Linked DNA regions of Mus musculus: regions 1, 2, 3, 4, 6 and 7 are each linked to region 5. The links are chromatin contacts, called in public ChIA-PET, HiChIP or PLAC-seq and promoter capture Hi-C maps. All regions are on one chromosome and are shown on one strand. Each heading gives the region's core, a stretch centred on a gene start, on an enhancer-like site or on the middle of the called end of the contact. The rest is flanking DNA. Distances are from core to core; before and after follow the strand shown.

The links. Promoter capture Hi-C pulls out the DNA fragments that hold promoters and counts their contacts. ChIA-PET counts read pairs in DNA pulled down with a chosen protein or histone mark. HiChIP or PLAC-seq counts read pairs in DNA pulled down with a chosen protein or histone mark. Capture Hi-C pulls out chosen DNA fragments and counts their contacts.
Region 1: a contact with region 5 is called in an H3K4me3 HiChIP or PLAC-seq map of bone marrow-derived macrophages, with 8 times the contacts expected there. The contact joins the promoter of Rnf215 here to the promoter of Nipsnap1 in region 5. A contact is called at or near these places in 4 of 39 promoter capture datasets (the 3T3-L1 cell line, embryonic stem cells and hippocampal neurons), 1 of 15 datasets of contacts at CTCF or cohesin (large pre-B cells), 1 of 484 Hi-C or Micro-C datasets (embryonic stem cells), 4 of 115 datasets of contacts at active chromatin or transcription factors (bone marrow-derived macrophages, embryonic forebrain, kidney and 1 more) and 2 of 9 other capture datasets (embryonic stem cells and macrophages).
Region 2: a contact with region 5 is called in an RNA polymerase II ChIA-PET map of memory CD8 T cells, with 5 read pairs. The contact joins the promoter of Xbp1 here to the promoter of Nipsnap1 in region 5. A contact is called at or near these places in 1 of 39 promoter capture datasets (the SN4741 cell line) and 1 of 115 datasets of contacts at active chromatin or transcription factors (memory CD8 T cells).
Region 3: a contact with region 5 is called in a promoter capture Hi-C map of adipose tissue, with 4 times the contacts expected there. The contact joins the promoter of Tcn2 here to the promoter of Nipsnap1 in region 5. A contact is called at or near these places in 2 of 115 datasets of contacts at active chromatin or transcription factors (kidney and pancreatic cancer cells) and 2 of 9 other capture datasets (adipose tissue and liver).
Region 4: a contact with region 5 is called in an RNA polymerase II ChIA-PET map of memory CD8 T cells, with 10 read pairs. The contact joins the promoter of Castor1 here to the promoter of Nipsnap1 in region 5. A contact is called at or near these places in 2 of 39 promoter capture datasets (embryonic stem cells and stem cell-derived epiblast-like cells), 2 of 15 datasets of contacts at CTCF or cohesin (embryonic stem cells and large pre-B cells), 2 of 484 Hi-C or Micro-C datasets (the Ba/F3 cell line and embryonic stem cells), 8 of 115 datasets of contacts at active chromatin or transcription factors (T-cell acute lymphoblastic leukemia, embryonic limb bud, embryonic stem cells and 3 more) and 4 of 9 other capture datasets (embryonic stem cells, liver, macrophages and 1 more).
Region 6: an H3K27ac HiChIP or PLAC-seq map of embryonic stem cells shows a contact between it and region 5, with 3 times the contacts expected there. The contact joins the promoter of Pes1 here to the promoter of Nipsnap1 in region 5. A contact is called at or near these places in 3 of 39 promoter capture datasets (embryonic stem cells, hippocampal neurons and liver), 2 of 115 datasets of contacts at active chromatin or transcription factors (both in embryonic stem cells) and 1 of 9 other capture datasets (macrophages).
Region 7: a promoter capture Hi-C map of embryonic stem cells shows a contact between it and region 5, with 4 times the contacts expected there. The contact joins the promoter of Sec14l4 here to the promoter of Nipsnap1 in region 5. A contact is called at or near these places in 2 of 39 promoter capture datasets (embryonic stem cells and hippocampal neurons) and 1 of 9 other capture datasets (adipose tissue).

What each region holds. Positions count from the first base shown.
Region 1 is chr11:4,133,749-4,137,388 of GRCm38.p6, reverse strand. It overlaps Rnf215 (ring finger protein 215), which reads right to left and starts at 2,229. Exons shown (of 9, transcript NM_027859.3): 1 at 1,826-2,229; 2 at 1,432-1,575; 3 at 758-829; 4 at 592-677; 5 at 21-177. The coding sequence starts at 2,116.
Region 2 is chr11:5,519,161-5,523,236 of GRCm38.p6, reverse strand. Xbp1 (X-box binding protein 1) reads right to left here and starts at 2,596. Exons shown (of 6, transcript NM_001271730.1): 1 at 2,037-2,596; 2 at 1,218-1,314. The coding sequence starts at 2,242.
Region 3 is chr11:3,930,434-3,934,025 of GRCm38.p6, reverse strand. It overlaps Tcn2 (transcobalamin 2), which reads left to right and starts at 1,982. Exons shown (of 10, transcript NM_015749.3): 1 at 1,982-2,050; 2 at 2,439-2,633. The coding sequence starts at 2,570.
Region 4 is chr11:4,216,706-4,220,476 of GRCm38.p6, reverse strand. It overlaps Castor1 (cytosolic arginine sensor for mTORC1 subunit 1), which reads right to left and starts at 2,252. Exons shown (of 9, transcript NM_028022.2): 1 at 2,051-2,252; 2 at 1,459-1,529; 3 at 185-369; 4 at 1-102. The coding sequence starts at 2,163.
Region 5 is chr11:4,871,652-4,875,421 of GRCm38.p6, reverse strand. Nipsnap1 (nipsnap homolog 1) reads right to left here and starts at 1,471. Exons shown (of 10, transcript NM_008698.3): 1 at 1,319-1,471. The coding sequence starts at 1,416.
Region 6 is chr11:3,961,380-3,965,248 of GRCm38.p6, reverse strand. Pes1 (pescadillo ribosomal biogenesis factor 1) reads right to left here and starts at 1,274. Exons shown (of 15, transcript NM_022889.3): 1 at 1,189-1,274. The coding sequence starts at 1,212.
Region 7 is chr11:4,030,045-4,033,833 of GRCm38.p6, reverse strand. It overlaps Sec14l4 (SEC14-like lipid binding 4), which reads right to left and starts at 2,052. Exons shown (of 12, transcript NM_146013.1): 1 at 1,935-2,052. The coding sequence starts at 1,988.

The sequences.
Region 1 (3,640 bases), core at 980-3,479, 740 kb after region 5:
CTAGGATCCATTGGGCCTACCTGCTCCTGGGCCTGAGCACCTCCCAGGCACACCAAGTCCTGCCAGCCTCCGTAGCCATCCTTGGAGAGACCACAGGTGGTCCACAATGTCAGCTTCCACTCGATGTTGGCTGAAAGGGACTCTCCACTGCTGATCTCAGCAGTAGCCTGGGTCCTCCTGAGAGGAGAGTCATGGGTGGGAAGCAGACAGAAGGCCTTTGGGAAGGGAGGCCTACACTCATCCTCTTGCAGTGGATACACAAGGACACTGTTGCCATAGGCCTTCTGATTTGGCTCCCAGACTTTTCCTGGCTGCTCTTTGCCCGTGTTTTTACGCAGCCAGACCAAGGAATAGCCTGTCAGCCAGGCATCCAGCTTCCTCATGCTGGACTAGTCCCCTCTGCCCATAGGGCAGCTCTTTTCCCAGATCTTGCCTCTCCTTCCCATGCCATCCCCCAGTTTCAACCTTAGGAGTTTAAGGGCCAACAGGTAAGGGCCTTCTTCAGAGATAGTCTCCTCCCCTAGAGCCCATCGAAAAGCAAGAGACCCACAGCACTCAGGCATCAGACCACCCAGAACAAACGGAACTCACTGCAGAAGGGCCTCCAACAGCTTGGTGACATTGGAGGAGTAATGGAGAACAATCACTGGCCTCAGCAGAAGCTGGGATACATCCAGCTGCAGGAGACAGGCAGGGTCAGCAGGCTTCCGGCCCCTGTCCCCTCACCTGCTCACCCTCACAGTCCAAGCCAGGTTACCTCTCGGACCACACTGTGGTTTAAGATGAGGAGAAGCAGGGCAGAGGCTCCCAGGAAAAGGGCTCGACGCATCTGCAAGGGAAGACGGAAGGTGGGAGGCTGTCACACACCTGCCTTACCCACGGCCCCAGCTCTCAGGAGCCCGACATCTGGATAGACTAGCTATAAGCTCCCTGAAGTCAAGCCAAAGCTAAGGGATGGTTTTGGAGGCCGAAGAGATAATGACAGCCAAAGGCAACACACGATGGTTGTGGACTAAGGCAATATTTAGTTATGGAACATAGATCACAACATTTTATAGATGCTAACTTTCCTACACCATAGTTACATAAAGAATATTCTTGATTTTAAGAAATTTGTACATTATCATGTGTGTGAGAAACTTATGCTCCTTTCATTCTGTAGGATCCAAAATTCTTTTCATTGGCCCTAGTCCTAGCAAAGCAGCTCTCCACCCTTGCCAGCTCCTATCACCAGAGCAGGTCCACTTTCCCCAGCAAGTCTCTCCACCTCCTCCCCATCACACTGCTTTGATGCTCCATACTGGTGTTTGCTGACCCACTCGGGCCCAGGGCTTCTCTGGAAAGGCTCCTCATAGGCCACCTGTTAGCCTGGCTCTAGCAGATGTTTCGAATGCATTTTCTTTCTCCCCTTCCCTCAAACACCCTTTGCACCTGCTGGACCAGAGCCTTGGGATATGCCTTCTGGCTACTGCCTTGATTCTCTTGGTGGAACTGGGCGACCTGCTCTTTGCCCACATATGCCACTGCAATCCAGCCATCTACGGGTATCTCTTGCTCAGCATCCACGACATCCATCTGTGTAACGAGGAGCCATGAAAAGAAGGAGGCAAGGGGAATAGAAGAGGCAGCCCGGGTCTGCCACAAAGCACGCAAGGTCAGGGTACGGGTACGGGAATGAGTGTGGAAGGGGCATGTGGCTGTCAGGTTTGCCAACTCCTGAAGGCTGGGAAGTAGTAGCATTCTGGGCTGTCAAGGGCTAGCTTCTGGATGAAGACAGCGGGGTCTATCCGAGGGTCATGGCAAGTTTAGGCGGGGCTGAGCTCACCAGCAGCAGGCGGCCACCCAGCAGAGGTTCCGGACCGTCTTCCGGACCGATTCTGACGCCCTCCAAAACCAAGGCGTCCTGCCGCGGCAGTTTCACATCCACTCGCACTGAGCGGGCTCCGCCCCGTCCCTCCCCGGTCGCCGGCTCGCTGCCGTCCGCCGCCGCTCCCGGGCCCATCAGGCCCAGCCACAAAGGCAGCAGAGGCAGCAGTAGCAGCAGCGGCGACGGCGGCGATGGGGGAGGGGGCGGCAACGAAGGCGACCTCAGCGCGGGGCGATCGGCAGAGCCCATGATCCGACCGGAGAGGTGGCGAGGCCGTAGTCTAAGGTCCCGGGGACCGGGAGAACAGAGTGAGCCAGGCCGCGCCGGACAGGGCGGGGCTCGGCACCGGGAGGGGCGGGGCCGCAGCCGGAGGGGGCGGTGCGGGGAGGGGGGGGCTGAGTTGGTGCTTGACAGCGAGAGCGCCTCCTGGTGGCTCCTGAGAAACCTAATGTAGGAGGCCTGAGGAGCTGCGATGGAGCAAATACCTTAGAGCCTTGGAGAGCTCACCAAGTTGTCTGTCAGTGGAGATAGGTGCGGTTGTCTCAGGATTGGAGAAATGTAGGGGCGAGGGAGGTATAAGGGTCTGGGCTGATTGACCTACGGTGTTGTCAAGGCTATGTCTCATCCTCCTCTGGGTCAGTGTTCTTTCATGGGATCAGCGAGCAGGCTGCAGAGAATCACAGAAAGCAGATGGGGAGACTGAGGCCATGGTTTTAAAGGAGCAGGGAGGAGGGCTGGGCACACGAAGCTGTACAAACCAGGCAGAGCCATAGTGGCACGGAGCACTGGGCTGTCCTCGCCTGTAAAATGGACTTGATCTAAACCTGCACTGCCTTGCTTCTAACATGATCGCCAGTGCTTACTGGAATGAGAAGGTTCCGCTTTTGTCCGAAAATTTGTCCTTCAGCCCAGAGGTTTGTGGTTGCTGGTAGCTGGCTCAATCTGAAACCTGAGCCTTTTACAAATTGTACCCTGATAAAAGGGCAAAGAGCTAATGAGCTGCAACACCCCCTCCCACTTTGTAATAAAATATTAAAATCTACAGAAAATAGAAACCTGGTTAGCCACCAGGATGCAATGACTAAAATATTCCCAGAAGGAGACAGAGATGTAGAGAAGAAGCTCGGCTGGCCTGCAAACAGGGAATTGACATAAAATCAGTCAGCACATATGTAAAATTGGTTGTCAGAGGAGGTATTGCACTTGGGGACCTGGGAGGAGGTGCTATGGCTTGCTCTTTGCTAAATCACAACAAAGTTAGGTACCACCGGGAAAAGACGTGAAATTGGACCCCTACTGCACCGTGCATAAGGAAAACCATGTGAATTAAAGACTCAAATACAACTTTAACATTTTAATAGAGAACACGATTTTGATGATTTCAAGTGCTTGAGAGCTGTTTGTTTGTTTTTTTGGTCTTGTTTTTTTTGTTTGTTTGTTTTTGTTTTTGTTTTTTTGTTTTTTCAAGACAGAGTTTCTCTGTGTAGCCCTGGCTGTCCTGGAGCTCACTTTGTAGACCAGGCTGACCTCCGACTCAGAAATTTTCCTGCCTCTGCCCCCCAAGTGCTGGGATTAAAGGTGTGCGCCACCACACCCGGCTTGTTTGTTTTTAATGACAGAAAAACTACATTATGATGGGCATGCCTGTAATCCCAGCACTTGGGAGGGTAAAGCAGGAGTTTGAGACCAGCCTATTATACAGTGAGACCCTCTTTAAAAAAAAAAAAAGATGTTAAATGACGTGTGTAGCAACTGGAGAGATGGATCAGTAAT
Region 2 (4,076 bases), core at 1,347-3,846, 650 kb before region 5:
TGCGGGTCACAGCCATTCTGTCACCGGTGGCTAATGGGACAGAGGAGTTGGGAGAAGGCCTGCCCTCCCAGGCTTGCAGCCCTGGGCTCCATCTTCAGCTCTGCATAAACTGTAATCCCAGCACCTGGGACATAGCAGCAAGAGAAACAAATTTGGGGTCATCTTTGGCTACACAGCAAGTTAGAGCACAGCCTGGGAGACATCAAGCTGTCCCCCCAAAAATGCCATTGAACACTCAAGCAGGCTGAGGCGGGAGAAGCAAGTTTATTCAAGGCCAATCTCTGAAGAAAACAAAAGTGTTTTCAATGGTGACAGAAACAACATAATGCCTACAAGTACTACTCGCAGATTTCAGCCAAAAAAAAAGGTCACTTGCAGCTTGAATTTACAGTTGTGTTAATACACTACCTTTAAAAAAAAAAAGTATGGCAAGGTGGTTCACTGCCTGTAATGTCAGCATGGTAAAACAGGAGGCATGCCATGAGTTACAGGCCAACCTAAGACCCTATCTAAAAATAATCTTTAAATAATTCACCATCCTGTCTTGAAATGGCAAGTGTTGGTGCAAGTGGTAGTGGTCCAATGGCAAAGAAATGGTGGCAGCCTAGATGCTGAGCACAGATGCCCAGAGAACCGTGAAAGTGGGGTGCACACACAGTGAGGTACCACTCGCCTGTATAGAGAAAGGAAACTAGCAGGGAAAATGTATAAATTTGGAAAGTGTATTACAAAGTGAGGTGACCCAAACTCAAACCAGGGCGCACGTGCGCATATAAATGGACGTAAATGTGGCAATGCCTAGAAACGCTAGAAATAGCTAAAGTTAACTAAACTTAACTTAGAAACTAAAATAACTCCCCAAAGGGTAAAAGGATGCCGGGGTGGAGGGGCACAAAAGGGCACTGACAGCAGAAAGGATACAGAGGGTGGGAGGATTGGGGGCGCGCGGGGGGGGGGGGATCCCAGAAGGAAGGGCAGCGTTAGTGAGCCTTTGGCAAAGACAGGCGGCGCTACAGCTTAAGCAACCAATGATCTATCCAACCTGGCTAATCTCCGAGGGGAGGGCAGGCCAGGGTGAGTCACGTCTGCTTTCACGGCCTATCTGCTAGGCTGGTTAAACTTTAAATGGCACTTTGGGTTGTATTCTAAAGGGCTGAAGCAGTTTAGGATGGGCCCTGATATGGATGGGATGAAAGCATGGCCTGAAGTCCCTTTACCTCTTCTTCCAAATCCACCACTTGCTGCTCCAGCTCGCTCATCCGGGCTTTCTTTCTATCTCGAGCAGTCTGCGCTGCTACTCTGTTTTTCAGTTTCCTTGGGGAGGAGACAGGGAACATAACTGAGTCATCTCCAGCTTTCATGTGTCTTCATTTGTAGACGTGGCCAGCTGGTGCTTTCGTTGACTTTACAGAATAAGGCTTAGCAAGTAAACACGCTTAAAGCTCCTATCAAAACGCACACGCACACGCATACACACGCTGCTTTCTATCCACAGGCCTTGAAGACTTGCTTGATTCTCTCCCGTGCGGCTGTCCACCCGGATCTCATTTTACCACCGGGCTGATACATTCCCGTTGCGTCATATGCTTCTTCCCTCCTCCCCCGCTACTTTCTGGGTCCAATTCCGTCCCACAGGCTCCTTGCTAGAGCGATATCCGTGAAGGCGGCGGGGACGCTACCAACTGTCCCTCCCCAAGCCAAACTCTCGGGATGCCGGACGCTGTGGACTCGGTTCCCAGGGTGGGGTTCCCAAGTGGCTGCAATGACAGCTGGAGCGGTTCCTACCCTACGACCACAAAGAGCGAGCATTTACAGAGGACTGGGCGTCGGGCACCTTCTTCTGTGCCTGTGTCGGGAGCTCCTGCACACACCCCCGACGCAGACCTTCGGAGGGGCATCCCCCTCAGCTCCGCTTCCCAGGTTAGACACTAGAGGTGAATCTAACCCACCGTACGGAGCCCACCAGCTGGCACACACGAGAGAGTCCCAATCCCAGTCCTGCCGCCCCGCGCCCCAGCCTTGCCCGCCGGGCCCACCTCCGCAGCGCTTTCTCCTCCGGGCTCAGGTGCGTGAGCCGCTGCCGCTTGCGAGCCTGCGGTGTCCCGCTCGCCTCCGACCCTGCTGCCCGCGGACCGGGTACCATGAGCGGCAGCGCCCGGCCGCCGGAGGCGGGCTGGCCAGATAAGAGTAGCACTTTGGGGGCCGCCGTGGCCGCGCTCGGCGCCGCTGCCACCACCACCATAGCCAGGAAACGTCTACGCCAGCGCCGCCACCGCCCCGTGGCCTCCTGCCGCGCCCAGCCTTTCTAGGGTCGTGGCCGTCCGCGATTGGCCGGTGCTCCGTGACGCGCGGGTATATTCATCACTTATTGGTCCTGTAGTCCCGGGGGCGGGCTCAACTCGGGCGGGGTGAGTGTCCAGCGTGGCTGCACAGCTGTTCTCCGCCGTGCAAACTGGGCCTTAGGGTGGATGGACGGTGGCGACCACTGGTTGCTGGAGTCCAAGGATCTTCGGCAGACGTCCCCACCCCGGCTGAGGATTGCCAGGCTGTCCTCTCAGGCCAGATTTCCAGACCGAGTCTCACGGTTTTACCCTAGCCCGACCCCATTTTAATGTCCGGCGCTACGTCCCCCGTCCCGTCCCCCCCCCCCCCCCACTTCCCAGTACAGCAGAAAATTGAACTGGTGGCATATCCGGCTTAGGGTTAGCGGACACACACACACACCTGGGAAATTTTCACAAAATGAGTCTTTAGAAAATGAGATGATTGCAAAACTAAATGTAGCAGGGTAGTACTCACTTGTAATCTCAGCACTTTATTGCCAGTTTGAGAGCAGCCTGGGCTACATAGGGAGGTCTAGCTAGGCCAGCTGGGGCTATAGATCAAACCCTATTTCATATAAATTAATTGATATAAATTAATAACTTTAAAAGAAAACACTAGAGCCTTGGCTAGCATGTAGTAAGGGATTAGTAAATAAAGTCTGCATAGTGAGAATACATGTGGTTTCGTTTTTCTTCTTATTTCTGATCTCTTCTGGTATGAGCTTTTATCACTGTTGTCTTTGTTTTGCTGTGCTGGAGCCAGACCCCAGAACCTAATGCTCTAGCACTCCACTATTCCCCTTTACTGTGGAACTAGAGATACCACTGAGCTATATATACCTCCAGACTTTAGTATTCCTTTCATTAGGGAATGGGAGTGAGGAGGGGGTGGAAATAGGTTTCAGGGGATGGGATGGGGTGGGGGAGAGTGTACTCTTCTATTGCTTTCCGCCTTATAAGAGTCAGTGCACTTGAAGCTTGCCCCTGAGGCTATGCTGGCTGGCCATTACACCTCCATGGTCTGCTTGTCTCTGCTCTCTGCCACTGGGGTTACGATCAGGCTCAGCCTTGCCAACCTTTCACCTGGGTGCTGGGCGTTTTTCACCTACACAGCCACCCCTACATTAGTATTTTTTTTCCTTTTCCTATTTCCAATAATTTATTTTTTATTCACTTTATATCCCAATCATAGCCCCCTCTTCCTAGTCCCACCCTTACAAATCCCCCCCCCCCATTGCTCCCTCCCCTTCTCCTTAGAGAATACCTCTTTGATACCACCCTACCCTGGGACATCTAGTCTCAGCAGGACTAGGTACAACATCTCCCATTGAGGCCCAACCAGGCAGTCCAGGGAGGCGGAGGGGATCCAATGGCAGGGAACAGAGACCAAGATAGCTCCACTCCACTTGTTAGGGGACCCACATACAGACCAGGCTGCACGTTTGCTACAGATGGGGGTGGGGGGGATAAGTTCAGCTCCTGTAGGTTTCCTTGTCAGTGGCCCAGGCTCTGTGAGCCCCCATGGTCCCAGGTTAGTTGACTCTGTATGTCTCCTTGGGGCATCCTTGACCCCCTTCCACTGCTCAGTTCTATTCCCATCTCTTCCACAAGACTCCCAGCTCAACTCAATGCTTAGCTGTGGGTCTCTGCATCTGTCTCCATCTGCTACTGGATGAAGCCTCTCGGAAGACAGTTATGCTAGGCTCCTGACTGCAAGCTTAGCAGAGCATCATTAGTAGTGTCAGGGATCCG
Region 3 (3,592 bases), core at 733-3,232, 940 kb after region 5:
GGGGGTGTTGACCTTTTGTGTCTGGGAGGGTCCCCACGAAGGACCTGTGGACTGTTTTTCATGGGCAAAGGTCACTGAAGGTCAGAGGGAAGGTGGGGTTGAGTCAAAGGTCAACCAAGGAGATTCTGGTGGACATTCAAAACCACCAGGGCTGTGTGGGAAGTCAGCCTCAGGTCTGGACAGCTCAGGGCTGTGTGGGAGGTCAGCCTCAGGTCTGGACAGCTCAGGGCTCCTGAGAGTCTGTTTTCTTAGAAACTGGAAAGTTAAGGCAGGTGTGGAATGTGAGGTCCAGAAATTCCTTCCTTGCAGCTCCTGGCCGTGGTCAGAGTTATGTAGCAGCCCAGACTAGACTGGGGGGCTTCATTCTTACTAAAATGTTTTTGAATAGCAAAAGATTGAGAACCTATGATGTTAGGGGAAGAAAAAGAAATCTCCATTTTAAAAAAGTCGTAAACCCTCAAAGATTATCAGTTATCGGGACACTATCCTGAGTGCATGGCCTCAGGAGAAGCACAGTTTCCTGGTGACCTTAGCACAACTGACTCCATGATGAAAGTATCATTCAGGCTGTAAAACTCAGCATGTAGACAGCACCACCTGCCAAAACAAAACAAAGACCTAGCCCATCAAAGTCCACAGTTCTGGGAAAGTCTGAATGTACTAACCTTGCTTTTTGGCTTCTCTAATTCCATTTCTGGCTAACTGTTTTTGTTAATTGAAATGTGTCAACCCAGGACATGGTTTTTGTGCTTCAAGGCTCACCCTGAGAAAGTCTAGGGACTACGCAGGGATCCCAGACACCCAGTGTAGTCAGTGCCGGCGAATAAGGACTTCTATTGGCTCAAACTCACATTCGAGCAGTCTTCTCTGGTGAGCACCCACAACACTGGAGCCTCTTCTCCCTGCAAAATGCACGTGCATGCGGACTTCCCGCCTTACTCCGAGCTAATTACTGCTTCTCCCTTCCCTGCCTCTCTCCTTCCTTCACTTCTTTCTTCCTTCTCCCCATCTTATGTCTCCCTGAGTTTTGAGATGAGGTCTCAGTAGCCCAGCCTGGCTTGGAACTTGGAATGATTCTCCTGCCTCAGTCTCCCACATTCTAGATATAGGTGTGCACCAAGAGCCATACTTGGCTCCCCACCGCCTCTTCTTCCAGCTTCTCTTCCTCCTTTTAAAGAGATAGGGTCTCATGGTTACTCAAGCTGGCTGCCAGTCAGTCCTACTTCAGTCTCCTGAGTGGCTGGGGCTAGAGGTGTGCACCCCACATGTGACCCCCGCATTATGATAGAGTCCTTTGTCTTTTTCAGTTTCTCTGACAACATGACCTAGGCCAGCAACAACACATGCATTACGTTAATTACTGCTAATTAATAACTGCTATCCAGGTCCATATATATCTGTGTTGGGTCTTAGCTTGTGATAATTACCCTGGCACAAAAATAGATTCTCTTGAAAGTGTGACCTTTGACAGTTTGCTATAAAAATAGTTGTAACAAACATCTCATTTGAAGATGACTAGAGGCATGTTACGGTCTCAACATCTTCACAAGTGGAACTGGGAAATTGCTGCTAGGATAATATTGTTTAACCCTCTCTCTCTCTCTCTCTCTCTCTCTCTCTCTCTCTCTCGAGAGAGAGAGAGAGAGAGAGAGAGAGAATAACTTGAAACTCAGAGAGGTCACCCATCGCTGCTAGATTCATCCTTCGAGTCTCCAGTGGGGCTGGGCAGATAAGCAATGTTTTTTTTCTGCCAAGATGTCTTTAAGCGACGTTCCTAGTTCAGGGCAAGTAGCCCTGCAGCCCTGCTCCCAAAGGTTTTGCAACTTGCTAGATTCACTTGTTCTTCAACTTTCGCTGTCGCCTCAAGGAAACCCAGGCTGTGTCTGGTTGATTGAGACTTGTTTGTCTGGGCCGGGTCCAGCAGCTGCCCCGCCTCCTTGGCAGAACAGCTGACGCCAGAGAGCTCCGTCACGTGATCACCACAGTTTCCCAGCTCTGACCCCGAGAGTCAAAGTAAGTACTTTCCAGGGACTCCTGTGAAGTGCACCCGGTAGGTACTCTAGTCCTGAATGTCTGCAGCCAGAGCAGCAACGGTGCGGGTGTGCAGGCAGGGGTGGGGTGTGTGTGTGTGGGCAGGGGGCTGGGATGTGCGGGGGGCGGGGGGGGGGGAGGGCGCGGGGCGGGTGTGCAAGCCGGGGCAGGGCGGACCCCGGCGAGCACTGTCAGATAGACTTGGGACAGATTAGGCACCAGGCTTTCTGTGCTGCTTCCGGGGTCTTTAAAGCGTTCGGGACAGATAAGGTTAGCTTTGAGTTGCCCCACGGAGTCCCTTTTTGTTCTCATCTGGAGGACAAGCAGCTCTGCCCTTCCTTCCTTCCTCTGTTCTTTGGCCTCCTGCCCCATAACAGACCTTTCCCCCTTTCTCTCTGCTGATTTAGCAGCGTGCTTCCGGCTGTTGGAAGGACAATTAATCAGTGAAGCTGCCTCTTCCTAAGCAAGACAACAGTTGCAGTCAGACAAGCCCTCAAGGTGAGACCCAGGAGTCTCCCACCTCCCACCTGTGCCTGCCATGGAGCTCCTGAAGGCGCTGCTGCTCCTTTCTGGAGTCTTTGGGGCTCTTGCTGAATTCTGTGGTAAGTAACCAACCCGTGTCTGGACCCTGGGGTGGGGGGAGAAGGGCAGGGGAGCGGGGATATATGTGTGTGTGTGGGGGGGGGCTGTCCTTGTCCATTGGGGAAATTGGAAACTGGAAGTGGGGGATGGAGAAACTTACCTGCCCCTCAGGTCTCCCACAGCAGTTTTTAACAGGACCTTAGTGCTTGGGCATGCTGAATGGACACGTGCCCCCTGTCCCCGACAGGGTCTCCCCAGTTCATCCAGCAGTTTGTTCATTTACTCGGTGCACATGGGGCCTCTCTGAGATAGGTTAATAGGCCCGGTGTTTAGTTTGGAGAAAGGGTCAGGAGTACACAAGACTTGTCCCAGCTCTCCTAGGGTTTATGCTCTATGAAAGGGGCAAAAGGGGTGCCAAATTGGGTTACCGTGAGTGATGCAAAACAAGTCACCCTGAGGCAACAATAGAAAGCCACGGGGGTCCGTCGAATCAAAGAGAAGGATGGGAAAGGATGTCCAAAGACTAGAAGGACTAGAAGGCTTTGGGAAGAAGTCCCAGAGGGAATGGATGGGGGGGGGGGGCGGCGGCAAACATTCCAGGTACTTGAAGGTTCTCCCTGACTGCTCCAGATAGTCATCCCAGGGCTATAGTCCTCCAGAGACCTCTTATAGATTCTAGGGACCTCTCAAAACGTGATTGTGACCTTTAGGTTATAGGTTCAGGCACAGTCATACCCGGGGATCAGGCAGAAAGCAGGGGTGTCTCATCTCTCCCCTTCCTCCCGGGTACCCTGATTATCTGGTCTCAGGTGAACTCGGGCAAACCTTAAGCACGGATCAGAGAGATGATGCCCCAGCTCAAGATAACAGAACTGTACTGGATCCAGTTCTTGGGACCTGAGGCTAGCACCTTCCATAGGTGCCTAGACTCTCTGGCCATGTCCTGTTAAAGCTCCTTATCCTTGGGTCCCTGGTTGCT
Region 4 (3,771 bases), core at 1,003-3,502, 660 kb after region 5:
ATCGTCTCCAGTAACGGGCACAGGCTCCCCGCCTACTTCACGGTAGATTTGGAACTCCTGGGCCAGTGTGTGGATCACCACAGACAGGTCCTGCTCCCGTACCTGGGTCAAGGCAAAGGACACATATTACGCAACACCAGGTCCCTCTGCGTATGACCTGCATTAGCACCTGCCCAAAACCCACCAGGATGAAGTCTGTCTGGTATGTGGACAACATCAGAACAGACACATGGTGTTCAGCCAGCGGGGCAATGACAGACCGGGCAATCTTGGTTACTCCAGCAGCCTGCACCACGGAGCCACTGTGAGATACGTTCATCACCAGCCATGTGGCCTCAGCCACTTGCAGGAACTCGGATGGGGGTAGCTCTGTGGGCAGGAGGTACATGCCTGGTTAGTCAGCTCTCTCCGCCTCTCAGTTTCTCTGTTTAAACCTTGCCCATCAGATCTGTTTCCTGACAGACTCAGAGCTCAGGGCCGGTTCCTATCGTTTCTACCTTGGTGTGCATCATGCGAGCATTCTCAGTGAGCATTACTACTCCAAACTCACAACTAGATTCAAGGCCCAGATTTTTCTTTTTCTTTTTTCTTTTTACACCATTTTGCTGTGTGAGACAAGTGTGTTTTGGGGCGTTTTGTTTGCTTTGAGACAGCGCCTTTACAATGTAGATTAAGCTGAGATTTAACTTAAACTGATCTTATTGCCACAGCCTCCTATGTGCTGGGATTACAAACACCATTTAGTCTGTTTCCTATCTGCAAAATGGACTTCATGGGCTTCAAAGCACCACCAGAGGGCACCCAGTGACCAACTGATGGGAAAGCTCCCTTGCAGACAGATTTCCCTACAGAACAGGGAATCTAAGTCCTTAGGGAGGGAGGCTCAGCCAAACTCTAGGTGGCTAGCTTGAGACTCCAGGCCTTAGAGGATGGGGCAAGCAGGCAGACATGGAAGCCAGAAGTCATTTCCCCGGTCCCAGTCCTGAACAGGGACAAGGGCCAGGGTAGCTGTTGTTCACTCAGACTCAGCCAGGAGGCCCTGGACCCTGCTCTGGGCTTGCTGCCTGCCCCTGCATTCCTTCCCTAACTCTCAGCCGCCTAGGCTTCCCAAGCCAGTAAGGGAGGGGCTGCTTTCCACTGGGGAGACAAGTCCAAGAAGAAATAATGTTCAGGGTAAAACAGCTGCAGGAACCCCTTTATTTTCCCCTAAAACTGTGAGACACCATGGCCACCTGTGCTGGCCTGGGACTCATATTCAGCTCCGTGTGGGTTTTACGTTTATAAAACTCTCACAAATTTTGTCAAACGGTCACGACTCCATCCCACACAGTACTTCAGTGAGTGATGGAAGGTTTGAACCCGGACCTATATTCCTTTGGGGTCTAAGCTCTCTGGGAAGCTGGATCCCTAAACTTAGTAAGAATACTGCTTAGAGGCAAACAAGGAACCAGTTCCGACCTTTAAAGCCCTCCTCATCCACCATGAGAGTGTAATCTTCCGGAGTCTCAGTCAGGCTGAAGAACTTGCACCTAGGAGGAGGGAAGGGGTGGGAAGACTTTCAGCCTAGAGTGAATGGAATGGAGACAGCAAATGAAGTCTGCTCCAGCAGCACTAAAGGACCCCCCACCAGGAGCCTTCCGGACCCGCACTCGGGCCTCACTCTCTTCCTTGGATCAATGAGTCTAGATCCCATATTTGGGATCTCCCCTCCATTCCACAGAAGTGGAAGGCTTTGGGTCCCCCTGGACAACTCTCAAAAGTTAACGTGAGGAGACTAGAAAGGGGCTACAGCCTGCCAAGGAACACATGCCCCCACTACACTGCCTACTCCAGGCAGTTTGCACCTTGACAAGCCCTGGGAGCGGGGCCCTCCGGGCCGGATAGGCGGCGTCGCAGAAAGGGTAAGGCCCAGGCTGGATGATGGCCAGAGTGGCTAGCGTCCCCACCCGGTACCCGCTGCTTCGCGGCGACTCTAGTCCTCCGCCCCTGGCCCAGAGGGGCAGAGGAGCCTCCACCCGCCCGACCTGCGCTCGTGAACCCGGGTGCGCACCGACTGCGACAGGGCAGGAAGAGCAGCTTGATGAGCGGGTGGGTGTAGAGCCAGAGGCCCGGACGGGCAATGCTCAGTACTCGCACCCGGTGCTCTAGGATGTGAAGTTCCATCGCAGATACGGCAGCCCCGGCCTGGCCGCCAGCGAGACCTAGGCAGGAGGCGATGCGGTGGCGCCGGGCTTAAAGAAGCACCGCCCGCTACCGGTCCGCCCAGCCAGGGATCCACACTTCGGCGGCCACGCCCCACAGCCACTGTGAAGTGGCCACGCCTCCTCCTGAGCCCTGCCTACCGGGCGCTGCGGGCTGCCTTCAAACTCTGCCAAAGCCACTCTTCTAGCCCTCACCCATCTGAGTCCTTCAAGGACACGCCCCAGACACGCCCTTTCCGCTGGACGCCCGCTGTGTTGGGTTTGGGAACGTGCTGGAAGCTCCTGGTCCCCTCCCTGTCTATCCTCCAGGCTCGCACGTGGGCTTTATGGTTAAAGCCACTAAAACGCAGAGCCTGGCGGTGGTAAGTGTGTATCTTTAATCCCAGCACTAGGGAGGCAGAGGCAGGCAGATCTCTGTGAGTTCGAGGCCAGACTAGTCTACAGAGTGACTTCCAGGACAGCTAGAACTACACAGAAAAACCCTGTCTGGACTGTAGGAAGGCTGGAAGCCGGGCTGGAGCTCTGTTGGGGCCAGAGCTGTCCATAAATCTCCGGAGTGGGGAGGTTAGGCTGGAGACCCGCGGAACAGCTGAGTTGGAGCCTATCTTCCTTTTATTGCCGGGGGTAGGGGGCAGGGACTGCAGAGCTGACAAGGACAGTAAGGACTAAAGATCCCTAAGAATGGGGTGCCCAAGGTTGGTTTGATAGTACTGCAACCCTATCTTGTTGTTGTTTCGACCAGCAAAACCTGGCCGGTGTGGCAGTTTTTAGTCAAACAACTTCTGAAATAGAATGCTCCCCACTGAGGGGAGGAACCGAAAAAGGGTCCTCCTCTCCTGTCTAAGCAACATACTATGGACTCTGAATCTTTTTTTAAATTTTATTTATTATATGTAAGTATACTGTGTCTTCAGGCACACCAGAAGAGGGTATCAGATCTCATTTCGGATGGTTGTGAACCACGTGGTTGCTGGGATTTGAACTCGGGACCTTCGGAAGAGCAGTCAGTGCTCTTAACTGCTGAGCCATCTCTCCAGCCCTTACCCCTAGATTCTGAATCTTATTCCAGGGACAACCCTAAGTACCTGAAGTGAGAATGCCCAGGGCTCAGACACTGAGGGGACAGGCCATAGTATTTGAGGTTCCCTGGGTATCAAACCAGAGACCTCCCTGTTGAAGTTTTCTTAAAGCGTCTCATCATTTGCAGAACTCAACTGGCCTGAACACATCTAAATTAGCTACAGATCCAAGAAGGCCCCTAAGCACTGGCAGACACCCCAGTGATCAAGGTTTAAGAAAACCCCAAGGCTGAGCAGAAACGAGCAAGCACAGGTTGATTTCACGGCAGGATGGGGCATGCTCCAAAGGGCCCTTGTTTGGCCCAGACACTCGGCTTCAGGTTGGAGGCTTTAAACAAGGTAGTTTAAAGCAGGCCTTGGGTGTGATCAAGACCCAACAGGCCCACGCAGGACTTGATGCTCCAGACCCTGCATCACAGGCAGAAGGAAGCTGGGCTCAGTCCTGTTCCTGGCTTTGCTAGCTCCAGATAATTCTCATGGAACAGTGTGCA
Region 5 (3,770 bases), core at 222-2,721:
AAAATATTTTTTTAAATGTTATAAAAGATTATTTTTCTGGATATCCTTTCTCACAATGACAGAAATTGTTTGAGGCATAAGCATGGTCTCTTTAATCCAATGAGGGCTGGAGATGTCATTGTTTACTTGGTGGAGAGAGCACTACATTAGCCTAGCATACCTAAACTCCTGAGTTCTCTTCCTAGCAATAGAAAACAAGGCTATCAGACACATCCTATTTTCTCCTCCTACCCAAGGTCATCCCTCCAGAAAAGGCTGAGTTTACAAGGTACACTCTAGGCTTTTTTCCCATTGTCGGCTTCTCTCTCATTACCCAGCACGGAAGTGAAGGGCACGCGTCCCAACTCTTCTATCCGTGCTTTCCTAATGTGCACAGCGATCTAACGGAACTCCATGGCCACATTCTTGGGCTGGGGCAGGAGTAACGCAGGTCCCTTTCCACAGGTGTGAGGGCAGGTGTTCCACTTCTTTAGCTAATGCTTTTTGCACAAACCCTGTCCTAAAACTTGTGAGGGTGTGGGGCTGGGGAAACAGGAGAGCAGGGTCAGAAGTGCTCCGGGTGATAGGTGCAGAGATGGGGGTAGCACCGGGCGTGGCATCGAGGAGGGAGGAGCAGCCCAGAGCCAGTCAGGGGAAGGAAGCCAAGCTCTCCAAAGCCAGAATTGAGCCTCTCTCCTAGGAGGCCACCAGCCGTGGTACAAAGTGCAGAGTGCATCGTAAGACCTGGGTCCTAACATCCAGAGCTGCCTCCACATGGCACGGACGCTGACCTTGAACAGCTCCCACCCCACTCTGTTGACCCACCTGTACAAAGCAGGGTGCGGAATCACTTTGGGAATTCCCACCGTACCCCCAGTCCTCCTCTCCTTCCAAAACTTTCTGCTGGCTCAGAAGACCCCAGCGCGTGCTAAACCACAAAGGCCAGGCAAAAGGCTGCCAATATCCTCTGCCTTCGTCCGGGATCCAGGGCTCAAAACCTGTCCCTCCCACTCACCTCATTTTTTATTCTCAGCCCAGATCCAGGTCCCAAACAGGACAAAGAACCTGCCCAGCTAGGCATGGTAGTGCACACCCTCACTATCTGGGAGGCAGAGGCAAGAAGATTCCGAGGTCGAATCACATGTAGTACGAACCTGTTTAAAAACCAAAACCATCCCCATACCTTTTCACCTTCCCCATTCTTTCTCAGCCTCAGGCCTACATCCTGGTAGCTCTCTGCCTCTAACCCCTCAATTCCAAATCCGAGAGTCTGTTTTTCATTCCAGCCCCCTCCCCTGCTCCTGTTCCGGGCACGCAGTCAGCCCCGTCGGCCTCTCACCGCACAGCACCCGCAGCCGCGAGGTCCCCAGCACGGGGTCTCGGCTTCGTGAATAGCCGCCGTGCCGCTGCAGAGATGATGCACAACCGCGGAGCCATGTTGGACCGGAGCAGGTTGGAGGAAAGCCACGCCTCAGCCCAGTGGCTGGGGGCAGGACTAGAGAAAACCACGCCCTCCCCTCGCCAGCTTCCCTTTCAAACACAAGCAGGTGGGAGTCCCCCAACTCTACAGTTGCACAGTCCATACCCACACCTCCGAGCTCTTGAAACTCTGCAGCTAACTAGTTCTGTTCTCTTCAACGACCTTTTCCCCTCTGTACCTGGGAATTCATCTCGATAATCGCAGGGTTGTATGTCCTGGACATTCTGAGGATAAACTAAAGACAGTCTTTATACCCCTAAAATTGTTCACAAACTATGTGAGTTCCCTTCCTCCTTGGGTGCTGGAGGTGGAGCCCAGGACCTCACACATGGCTTGGCAAATGTTCTGTCTACATCTTGTGTTCTTCTGTGTCAAGGCATCAACAGACAATATTTGTCTATTCAAAAGAACAAAATCTATAACAATTTTTAAAAGAGAGAGAGAGAGAGAGCCTGGGGGGGGTCCAGAAGCCTCAAATATCCTGGAACTGGAGTTTAAAGGAGATTTTGAGGCACTCTAATGGGTACTGGGATCCAAACTCAGGTCTCCTCCAAGAGCTTTTAAAGGCAGAACTGTCTCTTTAACCATTTAAAACAGATGGACAAGACTCTGAGCAAGCAGGATGCTCTTTCTCCAAAGCCCGAGTGTGATGGTGCACTTAAGAGGCTGAGACGAACTGGGCAGTGGTGGCGCATGCCTTTAATACCAGCACTCGGGAGACAGGCGGATTTCTGAGTTCGAGGCCAGCCTGGTCTACAAAGTGGGTTCCAGGACAGCCAGGGCTATACAGAGAAACCCTGTCTCGAAAAACAAAATAAAACAAAACAAAACAACAACAAAAAGAGACTACGGAATTAAAACAACAAACAAAAAACATTTTCTCTTCACTGTCTATTCACCTGGAGGCTCTATATTTGCTTTCTCAGCCCACACAGAGATGGATCCCTTCTGATCCCCTGGGGGACACAGGGACAGAGACACACCAACGGGGGAGTGGGGTGGGGGAGGATGCCAAGCCACCGACTGTAATTCGGTGCAGGGGATTTACAGCCGGTATAACTAACTTCCGGAGTGCTTCAAACTGTGAGTCTGGCAAGTTAGGTCTCATCTAAGATCTTGAGACAGCAAAGGTTGGCTGAACAAGTCCTATCTGTACTTCTTGGCAGCCAAGGCCTGGTGGAGCAGACAAATCACTCCAATCACTGCTGACTGAAACCTCCAAGGCAGAGATGTTAGCCATGCCCCGCCCCCTCCATCAGCTAGGCTACTGGCAAGTGAGCCCCAAGGATCTCCTTGTCTATGCTTCCCCAACATTGGGATTACAAGCAACCTCTCCTGCTGTGGTGCTGGGAATCGAACTAAGGTCTTTGGGCTTATACTAACGTGACCCAGTCCGTGGGTCAGACAACAGGGTGAGAGAGAGAGAGAGAGAGAGAGAGAGGGAGAGAGAGAGAGAGAGAGAGAGAGAGAGAGAGAGAGAGAGAGAGAGAGAGAACTGAGGGGGCAAGAGATGTGAAGAATGGAGTGGAGACAAGACAGCCTGTCTGATCAAGTCTCCAGTCTCCAGTCTCATTTATTGTAAGGCAGCTATGGGTATATATAAGCACAAGCTGGGGTGGGGTGCAGCTGGAGACACTTAACCACAAGTCCAGGATGTATAGGAGAAAAACAAGATGTTATCAGAGTGTGTTCAGCTGTGGTGGGCTTCTTGTAAAACCAGCCTGCTAGGAAAACCAGTCTCTTGTCAGGGTGGACAAGCACCACCTGTAGGTAAACAGCCCAAGATGGCTGCAGAGATGGTAGCCGCTTTCTGCTAGGAGTCGGCTTCCAACACTAACTGAGCTATCCTCAACCCAGCCATTTAAATTTCAACTATGTGGGAGTTTGGATGGGAACGACCATCTTAGGCTCACATATGTTTGAATATTTGGTGTCCAGCTGGTGGAGCTATCTGGGAAGGACTAGAAGCGTGGCCTTGGTTGAAGAGCTATGTCATTATGTGCAGGTTTTGAGGTTTCAAACACCCACAGCCATTTCTATCACCTCTCCTGTGGATCAAGATGTGATCTCTCAGTTACTGCTCCAGCACTGCGCCTGTCTTATCTGCTGCCATGCCTCCTGCTATCATGGTCATGAACTCTAAGCCTCTGGAACATATGTAAGCCCACAACAAACTCTACAAATATTGCCTTAATCATGGGTTTTATCACAGCAATAGAAAAGCACCTGAGATAAACTGTGATTCTTTTTCCCCCTTTTTTATTTAATTTTGTGTGTATGTGTGCATGCAGGAATGTATGTATGTGTACCA
Region 6 (3,869 bases), core at 25-2,524, 910 kb after region 5:
TACAGAAGCAAGAATAACTCAGATCAAGTCACTTACTTTCTTTGTCTTCTCCACTCAGAATAAGTTCCAGCCTCACATGATACGGCCCCAGCCTCACCTAGACAGCACCTCACTTATTTACATCTCACAGCCATGCTACTGTCTGTCCAAAACCCTGCACACCACCTGCCTCTCTTTCCTACTGGCCGTGGAATTCACTTCTGTTTTCTCTGCTAAGCACTTCTGAATGAAAAAAGAAAAACAGCAAGCTTTCACATTAATTATGATTAAGAAGCTTAAACTTGGGAAACAAGGTTGCATAGGAAGAAGAAACTGTCTCTAATCTGAGACAACAGAGCTAAAACTGCACTGACTTCTGCTTTTAACCTGCTCACCCTTTCCCCTTTTCTAAAGAAAAAAAAAAAAAAGGTCATTTTCTCCCTTGAGAATTGAGCACCACCAATATCACACGGATAGCAAGTTCCATCTGCTAAAGATAAAACTATCATAACCAGAGCCTGTAAAGGAACAAAAGGGTCATCCTAAAATATAAGATTGTGACAACGCCTAACCCCATATAAACCATCAAACACAGAGACGGCTAAGAGACGGCTGGAAGCTACAGCTGCACGCTGATATTAGTCTCTCCTTTCTCTGAGTGCCGAGAATTCTCTTAGGGGAAGGTTGGGGACCATCCACACTTCCCAACATTTTCATGCCCCAGACTAAAGTGTTCTTTAAGTACTGATTTCCACTAAAATGCTACGTCAGAAGAGGACCTACAAGACAACACTAATCGGATTAAGCGCCTGTTGATACTCTCCACTCTACTGCTCCTCCCTCCCTCCCTTTCTCAGGAGCGCACTTAAAAACCCTTAGCCACTTTATCTGAAGTTGACACTGGGAAAGCGGGGCCGCATCTGACTGCTTACTTCTCAATTCCCAGTACCTAGGACCGGGCCTGGCTCAATTAAGAAAGTCCCAAGTCTTGATAATGAATTCTACGTCCCGTTGGTCACTGATCACTCTTTTGGCGGCTCCGCCTGTCTCCACAACTCCTTCCACAGAAAGCCCGTCACAGTTCTTCCCGGCTTCCAGGGGCCTACGTGCAGAAGGTTCGCTCCGGCGGCCGTCTCAAGACTTCTCGGTCCCCAGAGGCCAGGGAAAGTGATAAAGCCGGAGCTCCGACCTCCGCTGGAACTCACTCACCTTCTTCTTCTCCAGACCTCCCATAGCTCCACGTTGAGAAATTCAAGGCAGCCAGAACACCAGAGCTACTTCCTCCCGCACGTGCCCTGCCTAGGGCCCTGAAGGACCCCACGCCGCCAGCTGAGGGCTGTCTGAAAATATGCCTGTACAAATCCAGAGAAAGTTGTGCTTTTGGCGACCTCGTTATTTACAACCAAATTCTCTAAAGCTCAACAATTGTGGTAGTTCTTTCAGTTCTTTTCTTAGTTACCAAAATCTATAGACAAGCTTTAAAGCAACATGGAAATTTAGGCAGTTTTATAAGCACCCTAGACACGGTTGTTTGAGCACGCGAGCCCCAGTGCATTTTGGGATACAGCAGGACTGAAGGGATGGGAGACAGACAGCCCGGAGCCTTCTGGGATTCAGAGAGCTCTGTAGTTTGGCCTCTAATCCAGAGATCCGCCTGCCTCTGCCTCCAGAGTACTGGGATTAAAGATGTGTGTCACCACGCCTGGCTGATGTTTTCTTTAAAAACCAAACCAACCAAACAAACAAACAAAAACAGAAATGCTCACTAAACCTAAAGCTACTAGTTTTTGTAATGCTAGGCCAGTGAGTTTAAGGGAGTTCAATTGTCATGGCAACGGTTGCTAGGCGTTGTAAACCCAGCTGACCAGATTTTGCCTTGTTGACCTTAGATTCAGCTGCACCTAGTTTGTTCAAGTTAGAATAAAATAGAGCAAAGGCCGACCTTTGACCTCCCACGGACACGGAGAGGGTCTAAGGAACTGCTTATATTTGGGGAATGAGTTGAGGCAGAAGGGACGGATCTCTGTGAGTCCGAGGCTAAGTTCCAGGACAGCGAGGGTATTGAGTGACGCACTGTCGAAACAAAACAAAAATGAAAAGAAAGAAAAATAATGGAAGGCATAGCATGATGGTGGTGCCTGTAATCCCAGCACACAGGAGTCTGAGGCTGGGAGAGCACAAGTTTCAGGCCAGCCTGTGCTAGAGATAGTGTTTCAAAACAACAAAACCAAGAAAACAAAACAGGACTGAGGAGATGGCCCAGTGGACAGAATTCCTGACATGCAAGCATAAGGATATGGAGTTCAGATCTGCAACACACACATAAAAGTTGTGCGCACATTTAAAACATATCATTCCATCTATAAAGATAATTTTTAAACTTATGAGATCTGATGATAGGTTTAAGTCAGTCTTAAAGGTGGTAATTTCATGTTTATAAAAAAGTTAAAATTTATGACTTTTTTATCAATTTCCTTTAAATTTTATTACTTTTACTTCAAAATGTTAAAAAAATTCTTGGTTTTCTGCTTAAAGTCATGTATAGCTGAAATGTAACTTTGAAAGATGAGTTTAATAAGAATGAACATTCTCTTTATCAGTATTTATAAGAGTGGTTTTGTATACTTGATACAGTAAGCATATTTATCTCTTTAAAAAAGAAACTGTGATTTCCATATGTTGAATATATATTTATACTAAAATAAAGTACCAAAATCCAAAAAAAAAAAAAAAGTTGTGTGCAGGCACTCGGAAGGCAGAGGCTGGTGAATCTCTGAGTTCTAGGCCAACCTGGTCCTCAGAGTGCGGTCCAGGACAGCCAGAGTCACAAAAGAAACCTTGTCTCAAGAAAACAAAACAAAAGTTGCAGTGGGGGCTGTAATACCAGATCTGGTAGGAGAGAGAAGGGAATCACTAATTTGGACATGGGATAATTGGATCCCTTAAGCTCACTTGCCAGTCAGCCTAGCATTACAAAAGTTAGCAGTTTTAGGTTTAGCAAGCACTTCTCTTTCTTTTAAAAAGGGGAAACATCAGCTAGGCGTGGTGGCAAACACCTTTATTCCCAGCACCCTGGAAACAGAGGCAGTAGGATCTCTGAGTCCAGGGCCAGACTAGTCTATAGAGTTAGTTCCAGGAGAGTGGGGGCCATGCAGGGAAATCCTGTCAAAACAACAACAACAAAAACACTAAAACAAAACAACCAGTCAACTTTATTCATACACATCTGAACATATAGTGAGAGGCCAAACCTACTCCATCTTGGGCCCAGCCTTCATCTTAAAGAAAAGGGAGCCTGAGAACATGACCTGCAGCAGAGCCCAAGCTGTACCCATGTACCAGGAAGGACCCCACGGCTTGCTGTTGGCCAGAGTCACTCCCTAGCTACTCCCTAACAACAGTTAATCAAAGATTAGTCGGTTTCAGATGCATTTTCAGACCATTTGTGATTGTATACGGTCTTTCTTCAGAGCACTAACCTGTTGGCTTATAGTCACTCTATGAGATGCTTGCCAGACTTGACACCCCCTCCCTCATCCCTCACTTGCTCCTATTTTCCTATAAAATGTATCCTGTTCGAGGCTGTTCCTCCTTCCCTTCCCATCCTGCTATGTCAGGGTTGGATTAGAGGGGGGCCCAAGCCAGGGCTTGTCATAAAGAGACCCTAATGCTATTACATTGGAAAGGGCTCCTTGGTGTTGTTTTGGGGTTCATGAGTGCTTCCTAGCACCACAATAGTTGCACATTCGCACATGAACACTGAGGTGTTACAGCTCTGAGGGGAAAGGCATCTTGGCAGTCAGGAGCTAAGGAAAACCACAAAGTCACACTGCACAAAAAAACCTCACAAGAAATTCATTGGGAGCCCGGCATGGTAGCGCACGCCTTAA
Region 7 (3,789 bases), core at 803-3,302, 840 kb after region 5:
TGGCTTTGCTTACACAATTAAAAATATGTGAAAAAAAAAAAAAGGCCAAACGTAAAGGTAGAAATTCCTACACTGTAGCAAGGGGAACATGAGCACTTGGGGCCTGATGATGCACGATGCCGGATACTAACATTTACAGCCTAACACCTAGAGGCCAGTCTGGAAATAACTGGTGCTCTGCAGTTTACTAAAGCCAGCCTCGGTGCAGCTGATGACCCTGCACAAGTAGCCTATGAGATGACTAAACTTCCAGTTAGCTGCTGTGACAGACCGGCCGACACCACCTGAGTTGGCATGGTCTCTTCTCTGGGATTATCACTGTGCAGCTGTGCATTTAACAACGTCTCCTTGGGCTGCAGAGATGGCTCAGCGGTTAAGAGAACTGACTGCTCTTCCAGAGGTCCTGAGTTTAATCCCCAGCAACCACGTGGTGGCTCACAACCATCTGTAATGGGATCTGATGCCCAATTCTGACATGCAGATAAAGTGCTCCTATACACAAATAAATAAATCTACAAACAAACAAACAAACAAACAGACCCCCCCCCCCAAAAAAAAAACAACTTCTCCTCTTTGGCCTTTTTGTTTTTTGGTAAATTCATAGCCGCCCCTCTCTGCCATTCCGTGTGATGTTCTCGGGTGCACACAAGCGGTAGGTTTGAAGCCTGGCTCCCAGCAGGCAAAGGGAGGATTCACACCAGAAAGCAGCTGCATCCTCAGGAGCCAAAGGAAATTTTGTCAGGGGTGGGGGTTGGAGGGTGTGAAAGGGGCCAGTGCCCTGTAAAAAACAAAGCTATACCTATCCTCCCCTCCAGGTGACTTCTAACTCAGCCTGGAGAGAAGCCACCTTACAGTGCCACACTGAAGACTGTGTGTCTGAAGTGTGACCACAGTGGCCCACCCTAGCTCAGGAGGACTCTGGAAGGAAGTGATCCGGGGCAAGGCAGTACAGAGCTCTGGGCCGTCCTTAGCCTCCCCCTCCTTCCTCCTTTCTCTTCCTATATGTTTTAACATAGCAAGCATTTGTTACTTTTAGTTAGTGGAGAAAGTAGGAGTGGCTGGTGGGGTTCTCTATCATAGTCCACTCCCAGAGACCATGTTTCCAGTTCCAAAAGAACTCAGGAGGCACCGGGTGCCTTCTGAGACCATCAGCCCTGGGAGTCTCATCAGAGGGTCCTTCCTGTTCCACTAAGGACCCCTTAATGGCTGAATCTCCAGGTCCCCTCCTTCACCCAGGATTCTCATGTCTCCCTGTAAGGTTCTTCCGCATGGGAGACACTACAAAACAAGCCGTTCATCTCTTGTTCCTTGAGACAGTGTCACTAAATTCAGGCTGGCCTTGAACCCACAATCTTCTGGTCTTTGTCTCGCAAGGCTTGGGATTCCAGACTTAAACACCTTCAGTACCTGTCACAATTCTTAAGCTTCCCCTTCAAACGAGGTTGAATGAGAACCTGGATGGGACTCCCCTTCCTCATAGCCTTTCCCTTCTCCAGGTACAGCCTGCAGGAGGCTCTCAAAAATCAGACCCCTAGCCCCTCTATTTCTCTGTCATAATTAAAAGTAAACAAGTAAGTCTGATAGGGAGAAGACTGGGAACCCGAGCAACAGAAACCAAACCAAACACTGTTGCAATCTGGCAGGGATCTCCTAATCTGCCTGGCAGAAGTCACTGGCCTGGGAACAGAGGCCAGGGATGGGTGGTGGGAGCTGTGCTGGAAGGCTAAACTTGCAAACACACACACGCACACGCACACACGCGCACGCACACACACCGGCAGTTGCTCAGAGGTAGAGAGAGGTCCTAGCCCAGGTGTGCGCGGGAGGCGCTGGCTTCGCCAACCAGTCCCTGCATAAAGCTGTAGCCAATGCGGGCCGCTTGGGTTCTGCTTGGCTCCCGTGCCTTCCCTCCCGCCTCACCCCTCACCCCTTACCCTGGCCAGAGCCTCCTGCTGCTGCGGGCTCAGGTCCCCGACTTGTCCTCTCATGGTGCTCTCTGCTAGGCCTCAGCTGCTGCCACCTTCACAGGGCTTTACTTAGCAGGTCTGCTGCTGATCCCGCCCCAAGGGAGGCCCGCCCCAAGGGAGAATCCCTGTTCCTGCCCCGCCCTACCCAGTGCTCCCCTGTTTTTGTTTTTCTTTTGTTTTGTCTGCCCCAGGTCATCAAGCCTACCTTAAGGGGACAGAGAGGTGACCAGATCTCAAGAGGTGTCCTGAGAGTCTGAGGTAGCAAGTGGCCCTCACCTCCAGGTCTTCACGCGCTTTCAGGGGGTGGGACTGTAGGTGTGTGGGGAGTGGGTGTTAAGAAAGTGCTCACCTAAGGACAGGTACGTGGAGCACACACTTCCGGAGCCAAGTGGGAGTTGAAAATGTCACCACTTCTGAGTCCTTTTGCCCAAGGAGAGCCCAGCCCCCCTCCCCCGACCTTGAACACAGGCTGCGCTCCACAAATGTTTGCTGGCCAGGAGAGCCCTTATTTGCCAAATGGCTCCAGACCTCTAGAAGTTAGGAGGGATTAGGTAAGACCATGTCTCCTGTGTTAGCAGAATGCCTGGCACGGCACACACAGTTTCAACACTCTATGAAGGCCGTCAGCTCAGGCGGGAACTACAGGATGGCCCAGGGGTGAGCCTCTGGGAGGTAGAGGGTGGGAGGCAGCCACACTGAGTAGGCTGACCTCTCTGGGTAGGATGAGAAAACACAGGCTGCCTTGGCATGAATTTTCTGCAAAGCAGGTGGCACCTGAGCAGGGAGGAGATAGTGAAACAGGCCACTGACACCTTTCCCCTCTGTCGTCCCATGGATCAAATTAAGTTTTAGGTAGGGGGTGACCAAGCAAGGGCTCACTGTCCTTTGGACTATTGTCTGTTGGAGATGTGGTTGGTCAGGAACAAGTATGGCCTGTGCTAGGTAGAAACGGCAAATCAGATTTCAATGACTTAGCACCAGAAACAGTAACTATTTTATTCAGTTTTCCTACTGATACATGTATGTTCATATTATAACTTCAGATATTCTGAAATATACAAAATACACTTTTAAAAAAAGACAGGGTTCTTACGTAGGCCAAGATGTTTCAGACTCACTGTGTAACCACGGAGAATCTTGAACTCTTGATCTTTCGGCTTCCACCTCCCCAGTGAAGGGATTACAGGCAGGGGCCATCAAGTCTGGTATTCTGGGTAATTTTATATAAACTTGACACAAGCTAAAGTTATCAGAAAGGAGGGAGCACCTTTGAGAAAGCCTCCATCAGATTAGGCTACTGGCAAATCTATAGAACATTTTCTTTTTCTTTTTTTCTTTTTTTGAGACAGGGTTTCTCTGTGTAGCCCTGGCTGTCCTAGAACTCACTTTGTAGACCAGGCTGGCCTCAAACTCAGAAATCTGCCTGCCTCTGCCTCCCGAGTGCTGGGATTAAAGGCATTACCACCATGCCCGGCAGGACATTTTCTTAATTAGTGATCGATGAAGGGATGGCCCACCCCCTTGTAGGTGGTGACAGCCCTGGGCTGGTGGTCCTGGGCTCTATAAGAAAGCAGGCTGAGCAATCCAGAGCAAGTGAGCAGTCAGCAGCATCCGCCCATGGCCTCTGCACCAGCTCCTGCCTCCAGGCTCCTGCCCTGTGTGAGTTTCTGTCCTGACTTCCTTGAACAGCAGTGTGGAAGTGTAAGCTGAATAAACCCTTTCCCTCCCCAAGCTACCTTGGTCATGCTGTTGTGTCTCAGCGACAGTAGCCCTAACTGGGACACCTGGTTTATATGGCTCTGGAGCTGGAACACAGGACAAG